3 separate regions of the Mus musculus genome follow, and all the other regions are linked to region 3. The links are chromatin contacts, called in public promoter capture Hi-C maps. All regions are on one chromosome and are shown on one strand. The core of a region is the stretch at or near the end of the contact, and the rest is flanking DNA. Distances in the headings are between cores, read along the strand shown. Region 1 overlaps Ube4b (ubiquitination factor E4B). Region 2 overlaps Kif1b (kinesin family member 1B). Region 3 holds the start of Ctnnbip1 (catenin beta interacting protein 1).

Evidence for each region. Promoter capture Hi-C pulls out the DNA fragments that hold promoters and counts their contacts.
Region 1: a promoter capture Hi-C map of hippocampal neurons shows a contact between it and region 3, with 3 times the contacts expected there. The contact joins the enhancer-like site here to the promoter of Ctnnbip1 in region 3. A contact is called at or near these places in 8 of 39 promoter capture datasets (the 3T3-L1 cell line, embryonic stem cells, frontonasal cranial neural crest and 4 more), 8 of 484 Hi-C or Micro-C datasets (CD4 T cells, the MNK3 cell line, the N1E-115 cell line and 5 more), 5 of 115 datasets of contacts at active chromatin or transcription factors (double positive thymocytes, embryonic basal ganglia, embryonic hindbrain and 2 more) and 3 of 9 other capture datasets (adipose tissue, embryonic stem cells and liver).
Region 2: a contact with region 3 is called in a promoter capture Hi-C map of embryonic stem cells, with 2.8 times the contacts expected there. The contact joins the enhancer-like site here to the promoter of Ctnnbip1 in region 3. A contact is called at or near these places in 5 of 39 promoter capture datasets (the C10 cell line, cranial neural crest, embryonic stem cells and 1 more), 2 of 115 datasets of contacts at active chromatin or transcription factors (extraembryonic endoderm stem cells and pancreatic cancer cells) and 2 of 9 other capture datasets (adipose tissue and liver).

The regions. Positions count from the first base shown.
Region 1 is chr4:149,363,633-149,366,332 of GRCm38.p6, forward strand. Ube4b (ubiquitination factor E4B) reads right to left here. Exons shown (of 27, transcript NM_022022.3): 10 at 1,822-1,905. Among named protein-coding and RNA genes, the nearest start is that of Ube4bos3, 30 kb to the left of the region's middle. Within about 2 kb of position 1,444, at least 44 of the 459 cell types and tissues checked have an H3K27ac peak or open chromatin away from gene starts, as enhancers often do. A contact at or near this core is called in cortical glia and hippocampal neurons, where this site is marked.
Region 2 is chr4:149,280,855-149,283,554 of GRCm38.p6, forward strand. All of the region lies in intron 2 of Kif1b (kinesin family member 1B), which reads right to left. Among named protein-coding and RNA genes, the nearest start is that of Kif1b, 26 kb to the right of the region's middle. Within about 2 kb of position 1,402, at least 56 of the 459 cell types and tissues checked have an H3K27ac peak or open chromatin away from gene starts, as enhancers often do. A contact at or near this core is called in embryonic stem cells, extraembryonic endoderm stem cells, liver and 1 more, where this site is marked.
Region 3 is chr4:149,516,976-149,519,675 of GRCm38.p6, forward strand. It overlaps Ctnnbip1 (catenin beta interacting protein 1), which reads left to right and starts at 1,266. Exons shown (of 5, transcript NM_023465.4): 1 at 1,266-1,404. Gm24381 (a small nuclear RNA gene) reads right to left here and starts at 307; the gene lies at 204-307.

The DNA.
Region 1 (2,700 bases), core at 194-2,693, 150 kb before region 3:
AAATGTCAGACAGAAAAGAACCTCTCACTTGTTGCTGTTTGGTAAGGTTTTTTGTTTTGTTTTCCCCAGATGGGGCCTCTCTATAGAGCTCTGGCTGTTCTGGAACTATGTAGCCCATGATGGCCTCGAACTCACAGTGATCAGGTGCACCCGCCTCTGCCTGCCAAGTGATGGGATGAAAGTCATGGACCACGATGCCTCTTGTATGGACAGCAGTATTTTATAACAGTTGAGTCCTCGGTGAGAATCTGGCTAAAGACTCTTATTATAGTCTATGGTTGTTCTGAGCACCACGGGGCACCAGGCACATCTACTTGGAAACAAAGACCACGGATGAGATGTGTGGCCTCAATGGCAGGCAGGCTACAGACACACCGAGATTTATGTGGGTTTAGTCCTCCTGCTTGCCAGGCAAGCACTTTAGCTACTAAATCAACTCCTTAACCTGTATTAACAGGCTATTAAAATTTTAAAAAATTACTCACTTAGTGTGCGCTTATGTGTGTATGTGTGTGTGTGTGTGTGTGCATGTGCACACGCACATGTATAGACAGGCGCACACATGCCAAAGCCCCTATCTAGATGTCAAAGTAAAACTGCTCAGCAGTTGGTTAGTGCCCTGCACCAGGTTTTGGGGCAGAATCTCCTTTTTCTACTATTGTGCTTTGCTGCTCCAAGCTAGCTAGCCCACAATTATCCTGTACCAGCCTCTTATCTTACCCTAGCTATCCTGTGACTACAGATAGTAGGCAGCACACCTGTCTTTTAATGTTGATTCCGAGAAAGCAAACTCAGGTCACAGGGTTGTGTGGCAAGTATTTTAACCTGCTGGATCATCTCTCTGGCCCAGTCGGGCATGGCAACACAAAGCAGTCATCCTAGCATTCGGGATAATGATGCAGGTTCATGACCACACGGCCAGCCTGCACAACACAGGAAGATACTAAAATGATCTGTTGGGGATTTTTTAAAGATTTATTTTTATTTGTGTGTGCCAGGTATATGCCTCCTGAGTGCTCGGCAGCACCTGTGAAGGCAGAAGAGGGAAATCCTCTGGAGCCGGAGTTCCAGGCTGTCCTGCAAACCACACTCGAGCCATGCGGAAGAGCATCAGACACTCCTGACTGCTAAGCTGTCTTCCCAGCCCCAATCCTATGTTGCGTCTCCATTTATTATTACTGTGTGTGTGTGTCCGGGGAAAGGGGGAGTTGAGTATGTATGTGGGATCTCTCTCTCATCTTGACGTGGGTTCCAGTTGTCAGGCCTGAACAGCAAGCATCTAGTAACTCAAGAGCAAGCTATCTCATGATGCTTGATGTTCAAATCCCAAGTATGGCTTGCTTGTTGTTCTGTAAACCAGCAAGATGCCTCTGACAGTCATCCTTTGTGCTGGCTCCCCAGAATAGCAAGGCACATTCCCACAGTGCCTCACTCGCTGCTGTCTAGGACTGGCAGTGGCGGGGCATGGAAAGCTGCCAATACACTAGGGTGGCTCAGGACACAGTCACACAAGTGTCTGGCCTATAGCAGGGTCTCAGGTTTTACATCTGAAGGTGAGAGTGATCTACACTTGTAATCTCAGCACTCGAGAGGAGGGCGCAGGGCCATGAGCTAACGCAGACATGAGACTGTGTCTCAAGAAAGGAAGAAAAAAATGAAAGGAAAGGAAAGGAAAGGAAAGGAAAGGGAAAAAGAAAAAAAAGAAAAAGAAAGAAAAGGAAAAACAAGGTTAAACACAGATCTGATAAAAAAAAAGGAATATGCTTTTACCATGAGGGGATTATTTATATATCAATTAAAAAGGAAAGATTGAGCTTTTACCATGAGGGGGTACTTAAAGTAGTCGCTTTCCAAGGAGCACTCTTTGGCAGCCAGCGCCAGGCCTTGTAAAATGGGGATAAAGATCTGTAAGAAAGAGAACCACAAACGTTAGGTGTGAGAAAGGTTAGCACGCAGGCTCTGAAGATGACTACCAGTCTGTAGTCCACACACTTGCACTCTCCCCTGCCCCATCCCCCCCTCCCCCCAAGACACACTGGTTTTCCCCATCCATAAAAACAACTCTACAACTCTTTGGTGTGGCTGGTCCACCAGGACAACTGTCCAAGCAGCACCAGAGCTCAGCTGTGCAGGGAAGGACGAGCGTTGAGCACTAGCAGCACTCTGGCAGGGCCCACGGCCTGTAGGGCGCAGACAGGGCGGCTGAGAGCGTGGGGGGAGGGTCCTGCTGCACACCTCAGCACTCCCACTTGCCCTGCCCCCACAGTGTTGCTGATTAACACACACCCATGATCTGCATGGAAATCACACTAAGTGTTCCACTTTCTCCTCGAATCCACCAACACTTAAGAAATTGTTTCCCTCTGTTGCATTCAACTGAGAACAAGGAGACAGCTGATGAATGTTCAAACTGAAAATTTTATTTTTAGTAAGAATGTCTTGCTAACACAGTCACCTGACCAGGAAATTGAAGGGTAGTCAGACACACAAGGCTGGCACTGATTTGGTGACAGTGGCCAAGCCCTGCTGCTCAGCACAGCTCACCTTCAAATTTAACAGTGCCTTCTCACTGAGCCACACAATTAGGAGTGGGCTAGCATCTAAGACTAACACCATCACGAGGAGAAGGTACACAGCAGCCGGCAACGTGAACCACAGCTGTAAAGGGCGCGTAGTATAAACCTACTAGAAACCTGTACC
Region 2 (2,700 bases), core at 152-2,651, 240 kb before region 3:
ACACTGCTGTCGACAAACTACCAAGGCTCTGCCTGCAGCTATAATCAACATATCAGCGTGGGAGCTCTGCAACTTTATATTAACTTCTCTCAAAAGCAGGATGTCTGGGTTTGTTAAAATCCTCGTGACGGACTAGGCATGGTGGCTCGTGCCTGTAATCATCCCACTCACGAGGCTGAGGCAGGAGGATGATTATTTGTGGACTTCTAAGGCTGCACAGTATGACTCTGCCTCAAAAACACAAAGCAAAAAGCCCAGTGATACCAGAGTAGCCTTCATCTGCTGAAAGAATCCTACGTCAAAAATTAAGGGAAAAGGGCACAAAATAAAATATTATATCCACCATTTATATTTCAAAACCATGAAATCAAAACCTACAGCCATAACCTTTTAGAGTCTTCTGCCAATACAGTAAAAGGGCAGAAAACATAAAGTAGATTTGAATAAAATACTTATAACCAAAAAGTGCTTTAACCATTTAAATATAACAAACTACATCCCTAATGTGATTTAAAAAAAACAAACCCAAACAGGTGTGTGTGTGTGTGTGTGTGTGTGTGTGTGTATATGTATATATATATATATATGAATGAATGAGTGGTGGCAACATCTCAACCCCAGCATTCTAAAGGAAGAGTTCAAGGTGAGCTTTGTTTACCTAGTGAGTTCTAGAACAGCAGGACAGCCAGGGCTATATAAAAAGACTCTATCAAAGGGGGGATATGAAAAGAAAAGAAAACAAGCCACAACTCTCCAATGTCACCATATGGTCATTCTTTAAAACAACAAAACATGAGACTAGACAGGCATGGTGGTGCACACCTTTAATACCAGCCCTCGGGAGGCAGAAGCAGGCCGATTTCTGAATTCGAGGCCAGCCTGGTCTACAGAGTGAGTTCCAGGACAGCCAGGGCTACACAGAGAAACCCTGTCTTGAAAAACAAACAAACAAACACACAAACCAACCAACCCCATGCGACTAGAGAGACTGCTTTTCCAAAGGACTCTGGTTCATTGCAGTCGCCCACAGGGCAGCTCACAACCTCCTGTGAATCCAGTTCTGGGAGATCTGACCTCTCTTCTGGCCTCCACAGGCATCAGGAGACCAGACATGCAGGCAAACAAATAAAACAGGACAAAATTTAGAACACACTTGCTTTATACAATTTTTTTTTAATTCTAAAAGCTAGATATGGTGGCTCAGGGGATCAAGGTAGGAAGATAAAAAGGTGAAGCCAGACTCAACGACACAGTGAGATCTTACACTCCCCCACCAAAACAAACAGCTGATCTTCCTAAGCAAATATTGAACAATTTTAGGAGATAAAGCTGGGGCCAGGGAGATGGCTGAGAGGTGAAAGTGCTAGCCACATACAGAGTTACTCACCAGAATCAACATAAAAAGGTGTAGTGTGGGTCAGCAGACAGCTCAGCAGTAAGGAACACTTGCTGCTCAATTCTAAGGCCTAGAGTTCAGATCCCAGCACCCACGTCGGGCAGTTCAATAACACTTGTAACTCTTACCCCAGGGATCTGACACCCCGTGGCCTCAACAGGCACCACAAACATAAGCATGTGCACACACATAAACAAACCACAAAGGCCAAGGAGCCTGGCAAACAAGATGACAGCAGAGTCAAGAGAACAAAGCAGAAGGCGGAGAACCAACCCCAGAATCATTGCCTTACTGCATTCTCTGCTCTGCCAAAACAAAGGGCTTCTGAGAAACCCCCAACCTTTCCCGTCTCCTCCCTCCCTTATAAAGATGCCCCTCCCCGGTGCTTTCCAATGGGCATCATACTACTTCAATTACTTTTATCTCTAAAATAAACCAAAAACTCTAAAAGGTTCTGCTTGCTGAATATTTCCTGCTTATACCCACATCATACACATTACTGAACAATACATCTGTGAACAACAGTATTTAGCCTACTGTAACGCACAATCCTTGACAGAGCAACCACTGAAGGCCTGCCCTCCCTAACAAACAGAAGCAGCAGACCAGCTTGCTAGCTCACCCTCCATTTCAGATCTCACTGGGTTACCAAACGCAATCACAGCACCTTGCTACTGGCATGAATATTTAAAAATTAACTTTAAAATGGACAGCAGAAAACCAAGGTCAGGTTTCCTAGCAGATCTTATTGTTGGGAGGGCATAGGGACACACACTTTTAATCCCAGCACTCCGAAGGCAGAGGCAGGCAGGTTAAGTCTCAGCCCACCCTACTTTACATAGGTTTTCCAGGAGAGCCAAGGCAAAAAGAGATTTCCCATGGAGGCCAGAAGAGGGTGAGGGATCTCCCTAGATCCAGAGTATTGGATGGTTATGAGTCACCCACCGCAGTGAATGATAGGAAATGAACCCAGTCCTCTGCAAGAGCAACAAGTGCCCTTAACTGCTGAGCTACCTCTCCAGCCCCCAGCTGTCTCTTGCATAGCTGTTTTGGTATGAAAACAATGTAAGCAGTTTAAAAGCTTATATATAATAAAATCAGTTTTCGGGCCAGTAAGAAGCACAGGCATTTACCACCAAGCCTGATGACCCATTCTTGATTCCCAGAACGCACATGGAGAAAGAAGAGAATCAACTTCCAAAAGTTGTGCTCTGATCTCCACATGTGCACTGTGGCACAAATACTGCCCTCCCCAACACACACAATAAATAATTAATGCAATTTAAATTTTTTAATGCAGTTCT
Region 3 (2,700 bases), core at 16-2,515:
TGGGAGGCAGAGCCAGGCAGATTTCTGAGTTCGAGGCCAGCCTGGTCTACAGAGTGAGTTCCAGGACAGCCAGAGCTACACAGAGAAACCCTGTCTTGAAAAAAACAAACAAACAAACAAAAAAACAAAAACAAACAAAAAAAAAAACAAACACAGTTTACTGTATTTTTAAGGTTTTAGTTTTTGTCATTTAAAATTCTATTTTTACTATGGAATGCTTCACAGATCTGTGTGTCATCCTTGTGCCAGGCCCATGCTGATCTCTGTATTGTTTCAATTTTAGTATGTATGCTACCGGAATGAGTACCATTTTTAGTTTTTAAATTTATTTATTCAATTGATTTTTATGTGTGGATGCCTGTTGTATGTATACCATGGGTAGGTGCCCATGGACACTAGCAGAGAGTATACTCAGCTAAGAGCTCTTGCTGCTTCTGTAGAGGACCAGAGTTCAGTTCCCAGCCCCACATGGTTGCTCGCAACTGTCTGTAATTCGTTTCAGGGAATCCATGCCAAGGCATTAGACATACATGTGGCACACATACAAACATGGAGGCACACACATAAATTTTTCAAAAATAAATTGGAAATGATACCACTCTTAAGCATTCATGTGCCTTTAAACTAAAAGCAATTTGCCGAAAATGAACAATTTTCCCCTTTCAACCTCTCCAGATACAGCAAGACTGCCGGTAGAAAGATTTTAATCACAGAGGCCCTGGGCACTCTGGATTTCACAGACCCCAGGCTAGGCCCCAAATTCAAGAGCAGACCTAACTGTTCCAAGATACCACGCCCACGCCACTAAATAGTCTGCAACCTCTTCCATTTCATTCTTTCTGGGGTTCTGGGTCAAGTGGCCTCAGTGAAAATTCTACCCTATATGACCCCTCACTCTAGCCTCGCCTGCTCCTCCCCTGGGTTCTCAGTACAGACAGAGCCCCTACCCACCCACCGCGAGACCCCGCCCACGAGCCTCTGGTCCCGCCCTCAACCAGAGATGACCAATGAGTTGTCCTTCTCGTGTTGAGGCTCAGGGTTCCGCCCTCCAGCAAGCAGCCCGCCCCAAAGGTGTGTTAACCAATGCCTGTTCCTTTCCCGCTCTAGGGGCTCCACCCCTTCAGGCCCCGCCCCTCAGGGTACCTCCCTCTGGGGCGTGGTCGGCGCCGCGCCTCCGCCGCGCGCGCGGAGCCTGATGCCGCCCCCCTCCGCCGGTCCCTCCTCCGGCAGCCTGGCGCCTCCCTCCCTCCCGGCCGCGGTGACTCACGGAGAGGCGGAGGCTGAGGCGGCCGCTCCTGGTGCTGCTGCCGCCGCCGCGGCTGCTTCTCCGGCTGAGCGCGCCCCGGAACAGGCCGCCGCGCTCCGGACCCGCAGCCCCCGGCGCCGCGCGTTCGGGCGGCCCAGGTAAGCGCGAGGCCGGGCCGCGACCGCAGCATGGGGGCCGGCGCTGCGCCGGGACGCGGGGGAGCCGCCGGCCCTTTGTCTCCCGGGGAGGGGCCGCGGAAGGCACCTTCGACCCCGCAGAGACCCACCGGGCCGGCTCCGCTGGCGCGGCGCCCTGGGCCTGGACCCGTCGTCCCCACCACACCCGGCGCTGCTACCTCCCGCCGCAGACCACCCTGCTGCCTTCCTCCCTTTCTCTTGGGGGTCTCCTCCACAGGTGTCCCAGTTGCTCACCCCTCTGGGCCCGCGTGCTTGTCATCGTCTGTCCACCCTCCTGGTCCCATTGCCCTGTCTCTTCCTCACCTTACCGCACCTCTTTCCCAGCATCCTGACTCTCCATGTTTCCCTTCCTAGATGCTGCCAAGGTCTGTCTGTCCGCCCAGCTGCCCTTCCTCCCTTTCTAGTTTAAATGCACCGTCCGCTCCCCTGATTCCACCTCTCCTTGGTGTTTTTGGAAGGTACATGTGAGAGACACATGTCTCACCTTCGCAGGGCACTTGGGAACGTGAGCCTGCAGATTAACCACTCGGACCTCCAAATTGCATGTATCCCCTCCTTTTTGCCACCCCTATCAAGGTTGCACTTCCCTTTTCCGTGAGCCTGGAGCTCTGGACACTTTACCTGCAGAGGCCCTGCAGCCTTTGCATGCTTCTGTGTATGGAACTTGACTTAGGAGTAACTCTGCCGGTTAGCTCATGGGAAGGCCCAAGGGGATCAAGAGTTTTATGAATAATGAGACGTGCGGCTTGCAGCACTTTCTATCTGAGGATCTAACTATGCTCTAGCTGTTAATTATTCTGTCTCCTGTCACTTACAGATCCAAAGGAAGTGTGCCTAGATAACTGCTGGGTAAACTGAGGCACAGAGTATGTTGCTGTGGGATCTGGAGGCAAGTCAGTTTGTCTTGAGATTTAGTTCTCAAGTGGCTTCTGGCTTCTTGGCTTCTGGCTCGCTCCTACCACCACCAGGCTCTTGTTCCTGGCTGGAAACCCTGTGATAACTGATCTCTGCTGCCATGAAGGTGTCTGGAGACGCCAGCACTTCCTTGGATTCAAAGCAGGACTTTGAATCACAAATAAAGGTGCCAACTGTTCAGTGCCAGTGTGTCACTCATGGCTTCCTGGTAGAGCCAGTGTGGTCCATGAGGACAGACAGAAGTTACCTCTGTGAGATGGAGATCCATTCATGCCTTCCATGCTCTGGGGCTTAAACAGTCCTTGCCTTCTGGGAGATGGCAACCAAGGAAGGAAAGAGCAC